Regions from separate parts of the Gossypium hirsutum genome. Here region 2 is linked to region 1. The links are chromatin contacts, called in public Hi-C maps. All regions are on one chromosome and are shown on one strand. The core of a region is the stretch at or near the end of the contact, and the rest is flanking DNA. Distances in the headings are between cores, read along the strand shown. Region 1 holds the start of LOC107909851. Region 2 holds the start of LOC107909860 (stress-associated endoplasmic reticulum protein 2).

Evidence for each region. Hi-C and Micro-C count contacts between places; a contact is called where the count stands out from the background.
Region 2: a contact with region 1 is called in a Hi-C map of leaf, with 2.3 times the contacts expected there. The contact joins the promoter of LOC107909860 here to the promoter of LOC107909851 in region 1. A contact is called at or near these places in 2 of 34 Hi-C or Micro-C datasets (leaf and seedling).

The regions. Positions count from the first base shown.
Region 1 is chrD02:56,115,285-56,119,446 of Gossypium_hirsutum_v2.1, forward strand. LOC107909851 reads right to left here and starts at 1,503. Exons shown (of 1, transcript XM_016837539.2): 1 at 1,104-1,503. The coding sequence starts at 1,503. The coding sequence ends at 1,294. It overlaps LOC107909852, which reads left to right. Exons shown (of 6, transcript XM_041088843.1): 2 at 1-2,522; 3 at 2,721-2,815; 4 at 2,976-3,075; 5 at 3,259-3,442.
Region 2 is chrD02:56,589,738-56,594,447 of Gossypium_hirsutum_v2.1, forward strand. It overlaps LOC107909860 (stress-associated endoplasmic reticulum protein 2), which reads left to right and starts at 1,631. Exons shown (of 3, transcript XM_016837547.2): 1 at 1,631-1,873; 2 at 2,489-2,645; 3 at 2,890-3,157. The coding sequence starts at 1,871. The coding sequence ends at 2,936. It also overlaps the pseudogene LOC107909861.

The DNA of each region.
Region 1 (4,162 bases), core at 253-2,752:
AGAAGTTCCTGTCTTGTTACACCCCATATTCCCCATCTCCTTTTATTTGGAATGCTTTCAGTGCTTTCGAATATCAAATATGTTCTAGTTTGTCCAATCTTTTATTTATCTGTTGATCTTTGGTGCGTATGCCTTTTCTGAACCTTTTATGCAATCCAATGCAGATCTTTCTTCCTACGGTATGGGAAAAACTTTTTTACTAGTTAAAAAGGGGGAAAAAAATGAGTTTTTGACTTTTTGTCTTTTGTCTTTGGGGTTTGGATTTTTTTAATATTTGATTTGAAATGAGTTTTGGATTTAACTCGAACAGACAAACTGAGCCTTGACAAATGATTCAAATGATATCGCATTAATGACCCGTTTTGCGACAAATTTCCTTACTTATTATACCCTGCCTCTCTCCGATCCTTGGGAATCATTTGAATGAATTACCTTTTGCGTTAGGCTGCTAAGTTTTATCCTTGTTTGCGTGACATGAATGTATATCTTCTTCAATCTATCTAATTTAATGCAAAGATTTAGCAGATCACTGATAAGACTTTATATTCAAAACGCTGTGGGAATTGTGGCATTGCTGCATGGAAACTTATGTGAAGAGAAAAACAAGATTGAGACAGAGAATTGGAATATGGGTTGGATAATTGAGCAGCACTGGAGTTCTTGGGAAACCTATTGTACCAGGCTTTTTTCCAGTAGTAATGCATCCTGGAAATGTGTATAAATGTTGCTGCAGATGTAACTGAGATATGTAGATGTATTATAGCGTCTTTGTGAATACAACTATTGTTGTTCTATTTTGGTTATTACCAACCCTTTATTGCGTGCAAGTCTCTCCCATCGTTTACTTGTTGGATTTAACGGACGTCCGTTGCTTTGTTTTTTATGTTCAAAATCTTCGTCAGCTAATCAGCATCGAATTTCTTATCCAAAATGGAAGGTTAAAACAAGCAAAAAAGGACATTTTGACAAATTATCTACTTGGCAGGTGTCTGTTAAAGAGGTCTTTTTACTTTATTTATTTATTTATTTTCTTCTTTGTTGTTGTTTCCTTCAAAACTAATTTTTGTCCAGAAAGTTGTGATATTATCCTGGGAGTCTGAACATACAAATAAAAGCACAAATTTGCTATTTCACCAATCATTTCTATTATTCTACAACTGCATTAAGGCCAACAAGATAACAATCCAAAACCAAACACTTCGCCCTGGAGAAATACATTAACCAATCAGAAGGGTAACAAAAGAAAAAAAAAAAGGACTAAATCTTACAAAACACAAGAGTAAGGGTGGCAGGCTATCCAGTGTAGATGTGAACACCTATGGCGATGAGGAAGATAGTGATGAGTCCAAAGAAGATAATAGCATGGACGAGAATGGAAATCCCACTGGTTTGCATGTTCCCAAACTCCACCACTTTGTTCCTCCCTGGCAACTGAAACAACAATCCTGGACTTAACAACACAAATAGCACCACCGCTATCACCACCGGTCCCCAGTCCGCCATACTTACTCTTCACACTCTCTTGGAATGAATAAAGCTTTGAAAAAAGGTGGGTTGTGGTTGAAAGAAGCAAACAACGCAAGGGGAGAGGGAAATATATACATGCATGTCTACATCGTGGGTTCTCGACAGATGCCAGTGCAATAACAACGTGGCAACATTATGGATCGTCCGTCCCTTTCCAATGACTGTAAATTGTAATCGTCTGTCTATCCTTTGCTAATATAATTAATATTTCTTTCCCTTTTTTGATTAACAAATAAGAACCGTCTTTGGTTTTTATTCCTCTACCTTTTCTTAATTTGTTTATTCCAGAACATGGAAGAATTCCCAAACTGCAAGCAGTTGTCACATGATTTGATTTCAATTTCAGAGCTTCCAAGTTCTATTTTTCTTTTTACACATGTTGAATTCGAATTAGAAATTCGTTTAAAGTACGAATCTATGAGTTGCAATAGAACTATGTATTTCTGTTATTGCTTTTTTTCTTTTAAAAAATAACCTTCTGAAAAAGGAATAAGAACATATATATATAATTACCATATTACACAAAAGAAAAAGAAAAAAAAAAGGTAAGGTCAGCAGGATTTTTATCCAGCATGACAATAATATATAAAAGGAGCAATCTTAACCTAGAAGACAAGTTTGAACATGGTATGGATTGGATTCAACATTTTTGAATCATAATATAAAGTCATTATACGTGTAAAAGAATCCAAATGCACTCTCTTCAGGGCCCGTTCTCCTTTGCGTTTTAGAAGGATTTTTTCAATAAAAAGTCCTTTTCTCTTAAAAGGAACGAAGAATAGCCTCCATTTCAGAAAAAAATTCGCCATCGGAGAAGTCCTTTTCTCCAGATGAAGAAGTTAAAATTTTCTCCTTTTCTTCAGCCAAAAGTGCTTTTGGCTGGTAATTTCCATTTTTCTCCCCCAAAAACCGTTCTTCCCTCTGGTTCTTTGCTTGAGATTTCAAGTTCTTTGCCTTTGTTTCTTTTTCCCTGGTTCTTTGTTCCTCTTCCGCTGGTGAGTTTCTTTTCTTCTTCTTCTTCTCTTTAATTATTCTTTCTGCTTTGTTTTTTGTTATTTTCTGATTGTTTAGAGTTTAGCAAAAATTTTACAGAAATTTTACATTCTTCGATTGTTCACCCTCTCTCTATTGAATTTGCTTCTGGGTTCTGAACCCCAACGCATGGATTCTGTTAAAACTGCTTTGTTTAATAGGCACAGTAATTACAGATGAACCCCAATTGATTAGCATCACCGTTTACGACACTGACCGGGATAGAATGCAAAACACTGTCGCCAAGGTTGTCGTGGTGAGAAGCGGAAGTATCCATACTTACTATCTACTATAATATCCCACTTTCTCTTTCTCCACCCACTAATAAACAAAAATTAAAACCCCACTCCTCTGATCTTTTTTTTAGATTTATTATTATCATTATTTTGTTAACTTTAAAAACTTGAAATTCACAGTTTCAGGGTCTGTTTGTGCCACTACTTTGGCAAGGGATGGAATTTCAGTGACCCTTTTTGACTCTGCCAGGGGTCCTGGTGGCCGCATGTCTCAAAGAAGGTTCCTTTTTTGTTTCTCTCCACTTATTTTTTTATTAAAAATTCATTTTCTTTGACGAATTTTGACTGCCCTTTTTTATATTCTAGTATTTGCTGGTGTTTTGGGAAGCAGAAATAAAATTTTAAAGTGCATAGTTTAATGAATTTTTGTTGTTTTTGGTAATATGTAACTTTGGGAATTTAGAGAGATAAGTGAAGATGGGAGAGAGCTGTTATTCGATCATGGTGCTCCTTATTTCACAGTGACAAATCCCGATGTGTTGAGTGTTGTTACCGAGTGGGAATCAAGAGGCCTTGTTGCTGAATGGAAATCGAATTTTGGGTCTTTTGATTGTCTCACCAACAAAATTGTCAACACTGAACACCAGGTTCTTGTAACTATTATTATACTATTTGTTCTTCACTTCTTTTTGCTCCACCTAATGGTACTATTATTTGTTTATTTGCATGGTTTTATCTTAATTATATCTTAACTTGCTTATGAGGAGAGGGCAACGATGTTTTGGAATTGCTTATGTGCATGAATTGATGCTTTTTTCTTGATTTCTTAGAAGCTTGGAACTACTTTTTTTTTTTGAAGTTAATAGGATACTGTTAAACGTTAATGATCCTTGCTATAGCTGCTTCGTAAGTGCTTGCTTGCTATATTGTTCTTTTTTATGTTCATGCACTCTTCAGCTTGATTCACTTGTAGGGTTCTTTCATTTAACCCTTCATCAGCTTAGGCTGTTTATGCTTGTATTATGTTTTCAATTAAAAGGTCAGCATATCTATGTAAAGTGTTGCATAGTTGGTCAACGTCCAGCTCCAGTATTGATTCTGATGTTTATATTATATATATATTCTCACAGATGCCCGTTTTTTAGACAAATAAAAACTGGTGATATGTTTTAAACTCTACTGTTTGGTATTATTGCTTTAGTTCTCTGTCTGATACACTAGAAATTCTAAAATCTGGAGAAAGATTAGCTGCTTCAGAAGTGGGACTACTTGCTACAGTTGGTGTTACTATGGTGAAGGTACTACATTGCCTACTGTTTTCATTTTAATGACCTCAAAAGCTTGTTCAGCTTCCTAAAACAAAATTT
Region 2 (4,710 bases), core at 381-2,880, 470 kb after region 1:
CATTTTTCAGCCACCATCAACCAACTCCCACAACTTCCCCTCCCCTTTTCAAACTAACCATAAAAACTCATGGCTTGAACCAACTGAGCTGAACTACACTTTCACCTATCTTAGATAACCTTGTGATGGGAACCCAATTGGACCAACCGTCTCAAATGAAACTATCGGTAATGGCCCTTCCACTTCGTCTGCTTGCTATATGTCCACCATGTTTATTTTACTTTACCTCTCAATTTTGTTTTATTTGTAAATATTGTGTGGAAGGAAAAGTAGTGATAATAAAAAGGAGAAGAAAGAGGGTAATGTAAGATACAATTTCATGAAGCAAACAATAATATCAAAATTAATAGTACCTAATTTGTTTAAAAATCATTGTGCAAATCATAGTATCCTTCTTCACCATAAATAGCCACTATAACAAACAAACAAATTACAAAATGAATTCTTCGATAAAAAGCTTTAAATCCTTAGAAACTTATTAAGTAAAAAGATAAAAATCTAATGGAGTTGCCTGCATCTACCCTTTTTTTTGTTCTTTCTCGTATTTTCTCAAGAAACAAATAAAAAAAATCTAACTACCCAAAAACTGAAAAAATAGAAAAAAAAAATTGAATACGAAAATTAAAAAAAAAAGATGAACCAAGGCTCGAAATATAAAACAAAGATAAACCTAGAAGCTAAAAAGAAAGCAAAGTGAACAAAAAAAAAACTATTTTTTTTGTGTTCTTTCTCATATTTTCCCAGGAAACAAACAAAAAAATCCAACTATCCAGAAACTTTATTAATTGTCAGGTTTCAGTTACTAGTTCTTCATTTCGAGTCTATTGGGTAATCAGAATCTTTGTAGCCCGAATTTGAACCTGTTTCCTCCATGTCTAGAAACTTTATTTTCTCAGTACCTTCTACGTCAAACAAAGAAGCAGCAGCAGCAGCAGCAATAGCAGAATGTGAAGGAGAGGAATTGGAATCAGCCATTGAAAGCAAACGTGTTTAGTAGAGAAAAGAATAGAAAAGGATAGTGGGAAAAAGAAAGGTCACCGGGAAAAAGAAAAGAAATTGGGGTGGAAGAAATGTCACAGGGAAAACTAAAGAAAAAAAAAAGAAATAATTTTAAAAATATTTTTTTAGATTATGACATCAAGGGTTAGATTTAAGTACCGATTTAGTTGACCTAAAAAAAATTAAGATACCAATTTAGAAAAAAACCCATAAACACTAATTTAAAATAAGTAAAAAAATTTGAGTTCCAATTATACATTTAAACCTTAATAAAAAAAATTAAAATATAGTATATAAACTGCTATTTGCAATAAAATTTTGGAATGGTATGATCATTATCACAATTTTTTCAATAAAAATATATAAAAAGGAAAGTAAGTGGAGTATCAAAATTTGAAAAAGAATCAAGGGTATAGTGAGGTCCATTAAAATGTTAGGATATTCATTAAAAATATTATTTAAACTTTAGAGACTAATTTAGAATTTGAATCATAATTTGAGGACGTTTGCTTGAATTAACCCTTTAAAAGAAAACAAACGGCTTAAATTTAAGCGAAGTCTTAAATCCCACACGTCTACGTGTAAAAAAGAACCAATGAAAACGCGCCGCGTATTCTGACTGAGGTTCAGGCCCAATGAGAGCGAAGCCGGTGACGCTACTTACGCGTGACCTTCAATTATCATTTATTTTTCCGTCTTCAGCACTATATAAAGCGGACGGATAGCTGACATCCTCTATCAAATCCGGAGATTTTCGCGAGAAAGTGAGAGGTCGAGAGAGAAAATAATTCGCAGGGAATTAGCGAGATCCTGCAATTTTCCTGCGTTTTCTCTCTTCAATCTTCTCCGGCTATCTGATCTATCCGTCATCATGGTGAGTTTTTATTTTCTTTTTCTAAGAAACTGTTAATTTGTATTTTTTTTCTGATAATTGGTTCACTTCACAGTTTTCATATTTATTTTTCCTATTAATTTGATTATTATTTTTCTTGATCTTCTTGTATCTGAGTGGATCCAATATAAACTTCTTGTTTGTCTTCCGTCCTTTCCGAATATAGATTATGGATCTACATTTTAGCGTGTTTATAAAATCGTTTGTAGATTTCAGCGATTATAGATCTAAATGGCATATATATGCCTCACAATTTATCTTGTATTTGTTCGAAAATCTTTTGAATAATTTATTCGTCTTTATATTGCTTTTCCTTATTGTATTAATTTAGAACTGTTGACCTGTCATATGCAAATAGTTCGAATTGTCTCTTATTTTTTGGTCAACAGTTCGAATTATATTTTCACAGTTCAAAACTGATTCGAAACGTCATGTATATTTCTCATAAATCTTGTATAAATGTTAAGATCCATCGCCAAATTAGGCCAGGCCTGTCATGGGATACCCTGACCCTTTTATTCCCTAAAAGAAAAATAAAATTGCTTTGTTTCTATTTAAATTTATACTTTATCCCCCTACTTTTTCTGCTTTGGGCAGACAACATCAAGGCGTCTTGCAGAAAGAAAGGTGGAGAAGTTCCAAAAGAACATAACAAAGAGAGGAGCTGTGCCTGAGACAACCACAAAGAAGGGGAAGGATTATCCTGTTGGTCCTGTGCTTCTTGGGTTCTTCATATTCGTCGTCATTGGATCATGTAAGGATTCTTTCTTTGCCATCATATTTCCTTATTCGATGTGTATGGATAATTTGTCTGGTTTCTTCGTTGGAAAGTGTAATATGTTTAGCTTTTCTTGGTGTTCAGTTAATTTCATCATTGTAATCTTCAAGGATATTTGCTTAAATTAAAATATCTATAATTACAATTTAGAGTCAAGATTTTCTGCATGTCCTGTCTGTCATGATTTACTGATCAACTTCGTTTACATTCACCGTAACAGCTCTCTTCCAGATTATCAGGACAGCGACCAGCGGAGGTATGGCATAAGTCTGCACTTCTGGTGTTAAGGAATTGCGAGGAGACTGGTCTTGCATTGGGCTTTTCTTTTCTGTTAGTTTTGTAGGGAAACTGATGATATATTTACTAGAGATATGCTTACGTTGTGAAATGTTCGGAATTTGAATAAGACCTCCCCTTTCTTTGTCTGGTCATTGTGCTTTGTCTGCTACTTTTTTCATTTATGCAATGAGATGGACAAAAAACTGATATATTAGTGGTTGAACCGAGTTACCCGAGTAACTTGGTATTTGAATGGTTATACCAACAGCTTCAGCAGATGATGCGTAAAGATTTTTATTTATTCGAGCTTTCTCACATGCAATCCCGCTAGATTTAGCTTCTATATGAACCTCATTCATCAAATTTAGCACTGAGTAGAGAATTTCCTGTTTAGTATAATGAATCTATTAAAAGAGGAAGCTTAACCGCTCAATTTACCTGTGTCACTATTATCTCAATGCAACAAGACAGCAGAAGTTTCACACGCCTCATTAAGAACCAAGCGTGTTATTCACCCACATGTCCAAACAAAAAGAAGAAAATAAAGAAAAAGCCCATTCCAATTTCCATGCAACCAAAAAGAAAATCCGGCCTTAGGTGGGACTTGTTAGCAGCAATCGAACATAATCGGGAAACATTAAAATAGGAAATAGTTTCCTTGAAACATAAAGGGTTGGAAATCAAGCAGTAGCAGTCAAGCAGGGGTTAAAGGCAATGCAACATGCTACCCGCTGTTGCTTTCTACCCCGTGGTACAACACATCCAGGAACTTTAAGCCACTCCCTGCTCATCACATTGTATGTAACTAATCGGTTCATTTGTCTCGATCTCATTTGCAACATGAGCAAACCTTCGTTGCCTGAGCAAGTCATTCGTACGTGCTTCCCGTAAAACTCTAAGCACCATACGTTTGGCATTCTGTCAACCTCCTTCCACAAGAGCGTCATCTTCTGCAGCTCCCATATACAGGCACAAGTGGCAGCATTTTTGGTCAGCAATCCAACGAGCATGATCCTGCCCTTACACTCTGCAAGCGAGTGGTCACTCAGATGTAATGGGGCTGGAATAATAAATTGTTTGCATACCCGGTATCCATGTTGTAGGACACAATCCCTTCAGGGTCCGACCGCATGAAGCAAAGTGTGTTATCAACAAAAACAGCTTGAGACAGAAAGTTAAGTGATAGTGGCACCTTAATGTTTGAGGGCATGCTTCCTGGCCGACTCCATGAATTCTTCACTGAGTCATAAACTTCATACTCTCCATCACGTCCCACCCACATGACCTTGTAGCCTCCAGTGGTTGAGTTTCCACTCAGAGTCATTCCTACAGCAATTCGCGACCACACTTTAACTGACCCAGTTGGCAACTCTTTAAATGACCGAGTCAAAGGGTTGCAGACATAGAATTTCCTATGACCAATATCAAGAAAGCAAACTAGACCACCTGCAGATGCAACTGGCAAAGCAATCATTTTTGTTGGCCTATATGCAGGATGGTGCCATTTCCTCATGGAAGGGTCATAATACATGGTTCCGGAGTCCACATTGTCATGAGTAAAAGCATAGAACCAGGTATTGCCTTGCGGGATTTCAGCACAACGCTGAGAGAAACTTTGCGACTCCAACAAGGAATTCCATTTACGGCAAACTGAGCGAAAGCGGAAGAATGAGGCTATGGGAAGTCTTGCAATGACAGCTTCAAGAAGGTCTTCAGGGAATTCTTTCCAAATATCTTGTTCCATAACCTCGGCCTCAGGTAT